2 separate regions of the Sus scrofa genome follow, and region 2 is linked to region 1. A link is a contact called in public Hi-C data. All regions are on one chromosome and are shown on one strand. Each heading gives the region's core, a stretch centred on a gene start, on an enhancer-like site or on the middle of the called end of the contact. The rest is flanking DNA. Distances are from core to core; before and after follow the strand shown. Region 1 has its middle 51 kb from the start of FOXP4. Region 2 overlaps FOXP4 (forkhead box protein P4).

Region 1 (5,636 bases), core at 1,671-4,170:
AATCAGAATGGGGGAGAGAGTAATCAGAAAGGAGTGGAGAGGTGGAACTGAGGTGGCGATTGCAAAAGCCCCTCCTGCCCCCATGCAGAAGATTCCAGAAGAACAGCATCATCTTTGAGCCAGATACCTCTGGACTTGCTTCCTGACACTTCTCGTCCTCCTCACCTAACCCAAGGTTTAAACTCTAAAAATGGGTTGGGCACACACCTGTCCTGACCACCCCGGAGGATGCTGGGATTTGCATGAGAAGGTGTGGGAGAGAATGTGAGGGGTCCCCCAGAGACAAGGGCTGGGAAAGAGTGGGGACATTTCAGTGGCTCTGCTACCTGGGAACCATGGAAGATTGCTTTTCGGCCTCACCCCTGGTCCAGATCTTGGTCACCAAGAAAGGCCTTGGAAGCAGGGCGACAGAGTGTCTCAGATCTCCCCTCCCCCCTGCCCACTCCCCAGGCTTTACTCTGGGTCAGTTGGAGCCTGAAGTGGCTTTTAAGCAATTAGACTGAGCGCTGGGCACTTGCAAATCTAATTGTTTCAAAAGCCCTTGAAGGGTTTGAGTCTGAGCTCTTAAAATGCCAGAGAAGAGGGCAACCTGTGAGGGCGGGAGGGGTAGAGGTCCTGGATCCTCTTCCCTCTCCGCCTTTCTGCTCTCCATCTTCTGAGGTGGGGACGGGAGGGGCCAGCTCAGGGCAGCAAGGAACCATCCCTTCAAGTTCTAAAGGCTGTGTCCCTCTTCCGCCCTACTTCAGGTCCCCAGGTAACTGTCATATCAAATTCAGTGCCCTCCCCAGCTGAGCGATGAGAACTAGGGCTGCCCAGGAGGCAGACCCTCCCGCAACCAAGGGCGAAGCGTCTCATCTTTACCCCAGAAAACATGTCGACAGCTTCACTGCGACCACACACCTACACACCGGCTGGTTGACATAAAAAAGACACTCTTGATCCCAGAGAGCCCAGCAGTCTGGTGAGGGAGAAATGACCTGCCCTGTGAGCAGAGATGCAAGGGAAGCTGGTCCTAAGAGACATGCAAAAGCAACCAGCTCCAGGAACACCGCCGGGAGCAGGCACAGGGCCAGAACTGGATGAGAGAGTTGGGGACCACTCCTCCAGGAGGTGGTGGCATTTGAGGGTGGGTAGGATTTTGCAGATCAAGTTGGAAAGGAGGACATATTGTGAGTCAAGGGAATGCAGCTGAACTCAAAGCAGACCTCGGAGGGCAGAGGATCCTAAGGGCCACCATCATCCCCATGACGCTCTGACTCAGTTTCCTTGTCTGTAAAATGGATCGCTGGACTAGCTCAGTGGACTCCCTAGGCATACTTCAAGCTTTGGACCACTCAACGGGGAATTGAGGGAGCAGAGTATGCTGGGTCTAGCCCTCCCCCCACTTCAACTAGAGCTACACCTCTTAGTTGCTTTCTACTTGCAATTTCCATGTAAATTGTTTATTGAAAGACTACACTCCTTTTTTTTTTTAGGGCCACACCCTCGCCATATGGAAGTTCCCAGGCTAGGGGTCAAATCGGAGCTGCAGCTGCCAGCCTACAGCAACGCCAGATCCTTACCCCCCTGAGCCAGGCTGGGGATCAAACCCGTATTCTCATGGATACTAGTTGGTTTCATTACCTCTGAGCCACAACGGGAACTCCAAGACTATACTACTTTTAAGCCACTCTAGCCTCTGTAAACTAGATTTGAGGATTTTTTGCGTCCCTTCCAGCTTTGAGCTCAGAGTCTTCTAAAACTTCAGAGTCAGCTCTTTCTCTACTGAGGACAGAGAAAGAATCGAACCCAGGACCCTGACTGTTGGTGGTCCTGTTTGGAAATTCCATCCAAGGGCTGATGTCCTGGATGGGCTCCTGCTCAACTGCAGCTGCCCTAAGGGGCTCAGCCCAGGGGACAAACTAAAATAAACTGATTGGTTGATACACTATTAAAGCACCATTCTTTTTGTTTAAAGCAAAGTCCCCTAAACTTCCTTTTTTTTTCGTGAGGATGAATTTCCTTTCCTTTCACTGAACTGTGAACAACTGAGAGAGCTTGTGTTGCTGCCAGTATACTTAGATGTCATCTAAGAGGGTAAGGGTGTCATTACTGCGAAAGGCAAAGCTTGGACAGCAGCCCCCCAGACAGTCCAGGTAAGGCTTTCAGGTGGGATGGAGGGTCCCCAGGAAGCCCAAGGAAATTGCTGAGTCAAAGAATAAACGGACTGGAGTTCCCGTTGTGGCTCAGTGCATTAAGAACCGGACTAGTATCCATGAGGACACAGGTTCGATCCCTGGCCTTGCTCAGTGAGTTAAGGATCCAGTGTTGCTATGAGCTGTGGTGTAGGTCACAGACACAGCTGGGATCCCACGTTGCTGTGGCTGTGGTATAGACCAGCGGCTACAGCTTTGATTCAACCCACAACCTGGGAACTTCCTATGCCACAGGCACGGCCCTAAAAAGCAAAAAAAAAAAAAAAAAAAAAAAAAAAAAGGAATAAATAGACAAAGAAGCCAACTTCTCCCTTGAAACGGTGGCTTTCAAAGCTGTTATGGGTCATGTTTACCTTGGTGTGAATGAAGTCTCTTAGGACAAGAGTTGCTAGGAGGGGAAGGAAGATTTTAGAAACTGGGTGTCAGGATATAAAAAAAAAAAAAAAATACAAAAAGAAAAGTGATGAGTGCAAAAGTGCAAGACAATCACATAACTTTGTCCTAGCCCAGAGGGCCCTCATCTCCTTTTCCTCTAGCTTCCTTTCCCCACTCGCCCCCTTTCTTCCCTGGAAGTCTGGCCCAGCTCAGGCCCAGGTGCCTAAAAGTGCTTTCAGGGTTGGGGGAAAGGCATTTATTTGGCCAGGAGCAGCAGGGCCGAGGGGAGGGGTGTCCGGCTGTGCCATCCCAAGGGGCGTGGCCTGTCAAGCGTAAACACGGAGGAGGGGCAGTGGCTTCCGGCCTGAGCGGAGGCCGGGAAGGAGTGGAAAGTCCTGCCTTCCCCACCTGCCAGGACAGCCCCTTCACTTCACACACAACGCACAGATCCGGAATTCAGCGGAGTCTTTGCAATGACAGTGACCTTGCCCCGGCTCAAGATCTCTGCCCTGGCCTGCTTCCCTGGCCCCTCTCTTCTTGTAAGAGCAGCTTCTACCTTCCAAAACCCAGGCAGGTTTAAAAACAAGAAAAAGCCAAAAACAAACCCAAAAAACAAGAAAACCTCTCATGAGTCTTTCACACTTACAGGCTGAAAAGTCAGGTGTGGGAGTTCCCGTCGTGGTGCAGCAGAAACGAACCCGACTAGGAACCATGAGGTTGAGGGTTCAATCCCTGGCCTAGCTCAGTGGGTTAAGGATCCGGGATGGCCGTGAACTGTGGTGTAGGTCACAGATGCGACTCGGATCTGGAGCTGCTGTGGCTGTGGTGTAGGCTGGTGGCTACAGCTCCAATTCGACCCCTTGCCTGGGAACTTCCATATGCCACAGGTGTGGCCCTAGAAAAGACCAAAAAAGAAAAAGTCAGGTGTGTAAGCTACAACAAGTCGCTCGATTTTTTTTTCTCAACGGACAAAATAAATGTACAGACTGCTCAAAAATTATAAAGCCCTCTTCAAGGGTCACGGATGAATATTGGGCCATTTAATTGTGGATTCAAATCCACAAACTGAACTTGGTCTGAGGCAGGTTAATAAGTTCCTGGTAACCCCTTTTGCATCAGAGGTGTGCAGGAGACTTAGCTCACAGCTTTGGCAGGTGGAATAATGAGGTAGTAATGCGTGCAAACCACCCACCCTGTGCCCACCAGCGGTGGGGATTCTTCCTCTCTTTCTATACTTTTGAGAACCTGAGACGGAAAGATGCACCATTATTTTATGTTCCAGTAAGAAGGAAATTCTGTGCTGATGGATTGTAAGATATATCTCAGGTGTCAAAGGTGTGTGCACCTTAGGAGTGGCGAAATACCATGTTATCGGGAGGACGCAGGATACATTTTAAAAAACGATGCCCAGGAGTTCCCGTTCTGGCTCAGCAGTAATGAATCCAACCAGTATGCAGGTTCCATCCCTGGCCCTGCTCAGTGGCTTAAGGATCAGGTATCGCATCGAGTTGTGGTGTAGGTCTAAGTCATAGCTTGGATCTGGCATTTCTGTGGCTGTGGCTGTGCCTGGCAGCTATGGCTCTGATTCGACCCCTTGCCTGGGAACTTCCACACGCTACAGGTACAGCCCTAAAAAGCAAAAAAAAAAAAAAAAAAAAAGGGAGGGGGGAATATGATGCCCCCACCGCATCCCAGTTAAACCAGAACCTCTGGGGTGTGGCTCAGGAATCTCTCTGTGCCTTGGTTTCCCCATCTGCAAAACTAGGATAATTATAGAATCTACTTCTGGGGCTGCCATCATAAGTGAGCTAATTCACATAAGCAATTTAGAACAGGCCAGCAGAAATGCTAAAGCCAAGGTTAATGATCACTCAGCTCTGTACCCCAGGTCCTGGCACATACTAGGGGCTTCCTAAAGGTTGGTGGAATCCAGGAGTAAACTATTGTCCTGTGATTACTGCCTGCTGTCCCTGCCCTCGCCCCCTGCAACTAAGAGAGAGGCTCGCTTCAGCCTCTGTCCAGGGCGCAGGGGCCCCAGGAGAGGCTCACCTGCTCCAGGGCCTTCCGTCCAAAGTTCAAGGGAGCCCCACCCTACCCAGGAGCCGCACCCCACCCCCTTAGGCTGTAGCAACGTGGTGGGCGCTGCAGCCTCACCAGACCTGCTCTGGCCTCCTGGAGTCAAAGACAAGAACGAAACTTCTCCCCCAGACTCCACCCCTCCCCTTTCCTGCTTTTCCTATTTTCTTTTCCATAAAGATTAGTCTGTGTTGCTCCTCTATCAAGGCCTGGAGGATAAACATGTGGTCCCGAGACAGAGAAACCCCAGGCTCGAAAGCCCCGCTACCCCCACCCGGAGAAGCATAAACCCAGAGCTTTTAAGCAAGGAATGGTTTTCAGTAAATCTCTCCTATCAGCAGAAACCTTTGAAAGAGTTTGTTTAAAGGCCAGGGAGATAAACAGCCAGGAGAAGTGTTTGTTTAAGATGTATGTTCTGTGTGGCCACTCTGGGGCCCGGATTCACATCCAGGGGAGAGGAGCCTCTTGCAGACCAGGGCGGGGGCCTCCCAGGGGCACCCAGGGCCCCGGGCGTGGACTCCAGCCTGGGCAGGGACCCGTCCTCAGGGGAGGAAAGCCAGGTGGACTGCACCTGCGGGCTGGGGGTAGGGAGGGGGTGTTGAAAGGAGCTGCAGGAAGAGGAAGGAGAGGAGGGGGACCCAGAAGGACCTGCTGGCCCAAGCCAGCTGCCCCACCCCCACCCCAATTCAAAGTTCAGAACAGGCCTGGCATAGAGCCCCAGGCTCAGCAGCCCCACATAAATGAGGGCTTGAATCTGGGTATCGCCCGCTCTGTGACCTTGGACAAGCCACCTAACCCATAACTAGAGCCCTAGCTTCTCTCTGCTTGAAATTCTAACATGCCTGGGTTCTAAGTATTTTTCCCTCCGTTTGACACCTGCTTTACCCTGGGCCCGGCTCTAAGGGCTTAGGGGACAACAATAAGCAAAACAAAGTCTCTGTCCACGTGGAGACTTTAATAGAAGGCAATAGATACTGAGCATAATAATAA
Region 2 (6,104 bases), core at 1,843-4,342, 66 kb after region 1:
TAGTCCCCATCATTAATACCCTGAGTCGACGGCTCTGCTTTCTCCTGGGTCCTTGTTAGACCACCGACCCTTCCCTTTGCTGCCCCCTCATGGAGTCCCAGCGAAACCTCACCAGGCCCCAGAGTGAGTCCCTGCAGAGGCTCTGATCCCCAAGGCCTGGCAGCTCCTCTCCGTGACTCCTTTTATCCTTACCCCCAGCCCAGGCAGACCCTCTCACTCACCGCCCCCAGGACCTTCCCCCTGACCCTGGCCTCCTCCCCTTTGTTCTCTCCAAGTGCTCCTCGAATCCAGGATCCCGCCTTGACCCCTGCGCCCCACCTCTGCTGGAGCTGGCCGAGCTCTGACTCGCCCTGTCTTGCAGGCTCTCCAGGTGGCCCGGCAGTTCCTGCTGCAGCAGGCCTCCGGCCTGAGCTCCCCCGGGAACAATGACAGCAAGCAGTCGGCCTCTGCCGTGCAGGTGAGAAGGGCGCCCCGCGGTGCTGGGGCCTGGGAGGGTGGGCTTGGCACAGAAGGAGAAGGACTGGGCTGGACACCTCCTCTGGCTGGTCCCGGTGCCAGAGAGGGGACTGCACTGGGTACAGGGACCCCACCTTCTGCCCTGCACCTGAGTGCCCTGGCCTTCTTCCTGCAGAGCCTGGTATCTGGCTCAGAGTTGGAGCCTGGCTCTGCCCGCGGAGTCTCTCCTGGGCACGTCTTCATTACCAATTGCTCTGGCCCTGTGGGTCCCTCGGCCCGTCCCTCTCTGCTCCCCTCCCAGGCTCTCTCACTTGCTGAGGTCACCACGCACCCCCCCCCTTTGTCTCTCACCCTCTAACCCTGTCTCCTCTCGTTTCCTGTCTCTTGATGTCTCTCTGTCTCTTTTGTTTTCCTTTGCACAATCTGCCCTTTTTTCCCCCTCCCCCTCCCCCCAGCGAGCCAGCCCATCTGGCTGGCTGGGGGAGGGGAGATCGGGGTGAGGGGCGGGGGGTAAGCCAGGCCTTCTGTTTACCTTTTGTATCACAAAGAACTTGGGAGAATTGCCGTCTGAGTCGGGGTGGGTCACAGCTCTGGGCCGCCTGCTTCCCTCCCCCTGGCCTGGCAGTGGGGGAGGCGCGGAATTGGGGAGAGGATTAAGCGGGGCTTTGAAAGGAAGTTTATCTAAGGGAGGAAGGGTGAGCACGATCTGGGCGTGAAGCACTGGAGCCTGGGGGATGGGGTGCTGAGGGGTGGGGGGGCCCGCCAAGAGCTGGGCGCCTGGAGGAGAAGGACCTGGGGCTGGGTTTTGTCCCGAGGCAGATTCCGCTGCTCTGGGCTTTATGGAAAACAAGCGTACGTGCTTTGGAGAAGTTGAAGGTGCTGGACAGCCGGGCTGAGCAGCGGCCGCCTTTTCAAAGTCTTCAACCTCAGGAGAGCCCTCAAGGGCGGGGGAATCGGGCAAAGAGGGGTAGCGGCCTGCGGGGCGGGGAGGGGAGGACGGACTCCAGAGAGACTCCCAAAGAGCAACATCTCGCACTGGAATGATGTAGAAGGTTCTCATGCCCACCTGGTGTCAAGACAGTGTCTCTTCCAATTAGGGGACGAGCCCCCCGATACTCCCTGGATCTGAAGTGGTCGGTCCTCAGGCTGCTGTTCTGAATCTTTTCCACCCTGGGCCCAGCCTAGGACCCCGTTGCAGGCAGTTGGAGACTGAGGTCAGGCATCGAGAAGGACTTTGCAGCTGGGTGGGGGTGGGGAGATCTGAAAGAGGTGGGGGAGGAAGGGAGGCTGTGGAATATTCCTCAGGAGACCACCTCCATCCCAGAAACCTCACTTGACAAAAAAGGTCACTCTGCAGACACTTAGCTCTCCTTAACACTGGCAGAGCGCTCACCATGGGGCAAACACTAGGTGGTCCACAAACACCATCTCATCTAATCCTTGGGGCTAGATGCTGTTATGGGCCCCATGTTGCAGCTGAGGCAACTCAGGCCTGGTGAGGTTAAGCAGCTTGTCCAGAGTCACATTGCTAACGAAGGGCAGAGCCAGGGCTGGAGCCCAGACAACTCCAGAACTCCTACTTGGGTGCCTGCACTGTGATGCTGCCACGTGCTTAGCACAGTAGTGAACCGCAGCCCCTACAGAGCCCTGGCCCTGTGGGTCTCTGGGCTCTGGGAGATGGCGGTTCTTGGGGCCATGGCCGAACCTCTCCAGGAGCTTGGAGCCCCAGCTGGTGAGCTTTCTCTTCCTTCTCCAGCCCTGCATAGCTCCCTTGCCCCTCACCCTCACCCTCAGGTTCGCAGGCTCCAAGGAAGTGGGGCTTCATCCCCGAGTGGGGTCTAGGGCCTAGAATCAGCTTTCTGTGAGCTCGAGGCTACTGAGGGGAGAAGGGAGAGTGCATTCCGTGGATCTGGAGCTTGAATTAAGTGGGTGATGCAGCTGGATGACACCCCCTTTCCAGGGGTCCCCGTAGGATGCCGCTGTGCTTCCTAACTCAAGGAAGGACTGCCTGCCACTCACCTCCTGGCTGTGTGTGCCATCCCTCTCATGGAGCGTTGGAAGACTTTCTAAAACCAGATTCGGTCTGGCACCAGCCTAGAGATTGCAGGGAGAGGTCAAGGCACAGAGGGCATAGGTAGCTGAGAGTTTCGGCAGAAAGGTGGCCAGGGCAGGCTGTGCCCAGCCTTTGTCTCATCTTAGCCCCCTTGCCGTTTTGGAAGTTCTTCTTGGTGTCTCACCACAGTCTTTCTTGCTGCAGCTCCAGCCAGGACTGCAGACTACCTTCTGGTCATTTGCAAGGGAGTTTAACCTAAGCTAAGCTCTGGCCTAGTCTCACCACTCGCCCTAGGTCCCCAGACCCCATACTTAAGAGGTTGAGTCTGGGTCCTTGATTCTGGCACCAAATTGCATCCATCCCAACTCTCGGCCTCCAAATAAGCTTCCCCTGTGTCAGGTACTACCCCTGTTTCTCCCAGGCCAGCCTACTGTATTCATGGTGGTTGGAGGGCCCCGGGCCTAAGCAGGGTCCCTGAGGGAGGGGCTGGAGGCAGCCGTCGGCATTTTGCCCAGGCCTCACACTGCCAGGGCTTTTGTAAGCGTTTAGCTGCCCTGGCCACCCTCCAGATGGTGACTCACGGGCCTCGCTGAGCTGACTAGCTGACGGTGCCCATCCTGACACATCCTAGCCTGGTAAGGGGTCAGCGGGGACACCAGGGGAGCTCCAGCTCAGTTCTCAGGACCCCCAAGGGGCATGAGGGGAAGGGCTGGGCTCATCCAGGTCAGGCGCTCAGCCAGCAGCAGCCACCTCGCTGACCTTCCTTGACCCCACAGGGCCATTTTCGCGACAAGTCCACATGCGGCAGTCTGTCCAGATTGCTGCAGCCGCCTCTCCGGCCAGCTGCTCGGCCACTTGGCAGGATCGGTAGGGGCCAGGGAGGCCTTCCAAGGTCATTTCTTCCATTCCCCTGCCTCCCAGTAGGAAAGCCCCAAGGAAGGAAAGGCCACATCCTTTCCTGCAGGCCATTTGCTGTGACTCACACCCCTGGTGCCTGGAAGGATTCTCCTGGGTGTCTGGGCTCAGTCACCCCGGCTGGGGGCCCTGTCCACCTCCTCTGGTTCAGTCCTCATGGCCATGAGAATGGGAGGCCCAGAGCTTTGGTCCGAAGGGGCCCTTGTGCGCCTGAGGTGGGAGGAGGAGAAGAGGGGAAAAGGAAAATCCAGAACGTTTTAAAAAGTGATTTTCTTTACCTTTTTAGACTCTCACGGCATACATGTCCCTTTGACTCACTCCTTCTCCCACTGTCCCTCTGGGCCTCGGTTTCCTCATCTGTCAAGCAGGGACCATGCCTGTGCTCACCCCAGGGTTGCTGTGAGGATGCAGGGAGATAAGACACATCAAGGGCTTAGCCCGGTGCCTGGAACATCATCAGCCCTCAACAGCATCCTTTTGGGTGGAGCGGGGAGGGCAAGCCTCCCAAACCCCGGTGAGCGGAGGCGGAAAGTGAGGCTTGGTGATTTCAAAGTACAGTCAATGTCACAGGCAAGGACCTGGGTCACTGACTCAGAAATCCAGGGCCCTGAGCTCGACACCACATGTCAGGTGCCCCCGTGGGAAGACGAAGGAAGGAACAGGTGGGCAGCTGCCTCAGGGGCACCCAGCAGAGGGCATGGGCTGGCTCTGCAAGAGGGGGCGTGGATCGGTGCAATAGTCTGCCCCCCACTCCCAGAGGAGCTGGGAGTGGCAGGCACAGCCCTGCAGCCTGGCTTTCTCCCTTGGGAGAGAGTTGGAAAGAGGGAGGTGGCCTTTGGAATCTCCAGCGTTGTCAGCTCCCCTGATGGTTCCATCTCCACATGCTCTCCTAACCCTTCTCAAGACCTGCTCTGCAGTGCGGTGTGAGGGCGGTGGGGCACCAGGAGCCGCGGAGCACATGGACCTGGCCCTACATCCCAGCACTGCCACTTAAGGGTCTGCATTACAGGCCCCTCGGAGCCCTCAGCCATACAGTGTGGCCGGGGCTGAAAAGCAAGGTGCCTTTTCCAGGGAGGTTCATACAGAGATGACTAGGGTAAAAGAGGGGCGTGCAGGGCTGGGGCTCAGCCTCTAGTTTTGGGGGGGCAAGGGGGGGTGCAGTGGGACTTAACGATGTTGCTGGATCCATTGCACTTCCCCGCTGCTCCTCTGCCTGGGGACTCCCTCACTGTGGCTTAAGGCTGAGTCCTGCCCCTGCCAGGGATCCTCCTCTCCTGCCCCATGTGTGGGGCTGGGGGAAGCTGAAAGGGTCCAGGAGTCCCCTGGGGGCATAACCTGTCCCTTCCTGACTAGGACAAGTCTCTGCAGGATGCCACCCCCTCCCCCCTCCCCCGACTGGGCCACCAGTACCCCTCCCTCCCTGGAGTAAGGTTGATCTTGGGGGAAAGTAACTCAGTTCAGGGGGCACGCTTAGTGAGGTCCCGCCGCGTGCCCGCACTCTGCTGGGGCTTGGGAGTGAGGTGGGAGAGTGATGGACAGTGGCTGATTGCCACCTGTCCTGCCAACGCGGCATAACAGGACAGAGTGGCAGCTTGGACATCCCTGGCTCTGACTACACAGCCTGGGAGTTTCAGGGGAGGTGGGAACGGGGAAAAGAATGAAGATAATGCTTCTCCCTGAACCTCTTGCCTGTAGGTAGCATCTCCAGGCCTCCTGTTGTGGGATGGGGTGGGGAGATGGGGGATAGAAAGCTGCCCCACTTTGGGCATCGTGCCTGTTCCAGCTGGAAGGAGGCATCTCCAGTCCTTGTTTTATGGCTGAGGAGACTGACACCCCAGAAACAGCAGGTGACTTGCTGGAGGCCACATGGCAAGTTCAGTGCCAAGCTGGGATGGCGGCCTGCCTCCACTACCACCCCACCCAGCTTCCCTGTGTGGTCTTCTGTCTCCTGCTGTTGGACCTGATTAGGGGATTGCACCTGCAGGCTTTCATGGGATGGCACCCCCAGCACTGTCCAGACGTCGGCTTGTGTGCCACCTAGATAGGCGTGGGGGAGTTTGTGACATGATTTGAGCGGGGCCAAAGTCCAGGTCCTCAGACTGCGTGGGCCACATTTCGAAACTTCCCTGCTGGCCAGGCCCACCTTGTAGATAGTGCTCTCGGAATGGACTGAGCAGCATTCGGGAGCGGCTAGGCACACCCCCCCACACCCCCATCTCTGGGGGAGAAACCCTCCCAAGCATGGATCCTGCTGACCAGCGTGACCAGCGTGTAGAGAGAGCGCATCCTACAGTAGCAGCCAACCCTTAGAAGCACTTGCTGTCTGCAGGCCCTGTTCTAAGTACTAACCCATTAGCCCTCACAGTGACCTGAAGAGGCAGGAAAACCAAGAACAAGGGAGGTGAGTCACTTGTCCAGGGACACACAGCCAGCCGATGGCAGAGCCAGCACGAGAGCCCGGGAAGGCTCACTCAGGAGCCACGGGGACTGGGCCTTGGGTGCGTGCCCGCCCCTTTCCCTGGGGCGGGGTGGAAGCCAGCGGGCTCACAGGGGCCTGAATCCCACAGGTGCCTGTGTCAGTGGCTATGATGTCGCCACAGATGCTCACGCCCCAGCAGATGCAACAGATCCTGTCACCCCCACAGCTGCAGGCCCTGCTCCAGCAGCAGCAAGCACTCAT

Evidence for each region. Hi-C and Micro-C count contacts between places; a contact is called where the count stands out from the background.
Region 2: a Hi-C map of liver shows a contact between it and region 1, with 2.5 times the contacts expected there. The contact joins two enhancer-like sites. A contact is called at or near these places in 2 of 47 Hi-C or Micro-C datasets (embryonic fibroblasts and liver).

Annotation. Positions count from the first base shown.
Region 1 is chr7:36,706,816-36,712,451 of Sscrofa11.1, forward strand. No RefSeq gene overlaps it. Among named protein-coding and RNA genes, the nearest start is that of FOXP4, 51 kb to the right of the region's middle. Within about 2 kb of position 2,921, at least 12 of the 83 cell types and tissues checked have an H3K27ac peak or open chromatin away from gene starts, as enhancers often do. A contact at or near this core is called in liver, where this site is marked.
Region 2 is chr7:36,772,694-36,778,797 of Sscrofa11.1, forward strand. FOXP4 (forkhead box protein P4) reads left to right here. Exons shown (of 17, transcript XM_013977903.2): 2 at 362-457; 3 at 5,992-6,104. Among named protein-coding and RNA genes, the nearest start is that of FOXP4, 15 kb to the left of the region's middle. Within about 2 kb of position 3,093, at least 21 of the 83 cell types and tissues checked have an H3K27ac peak or open chromatin away from gene starts, as enhancers often do. A contact at or near this core is called in liver, where this site is marked.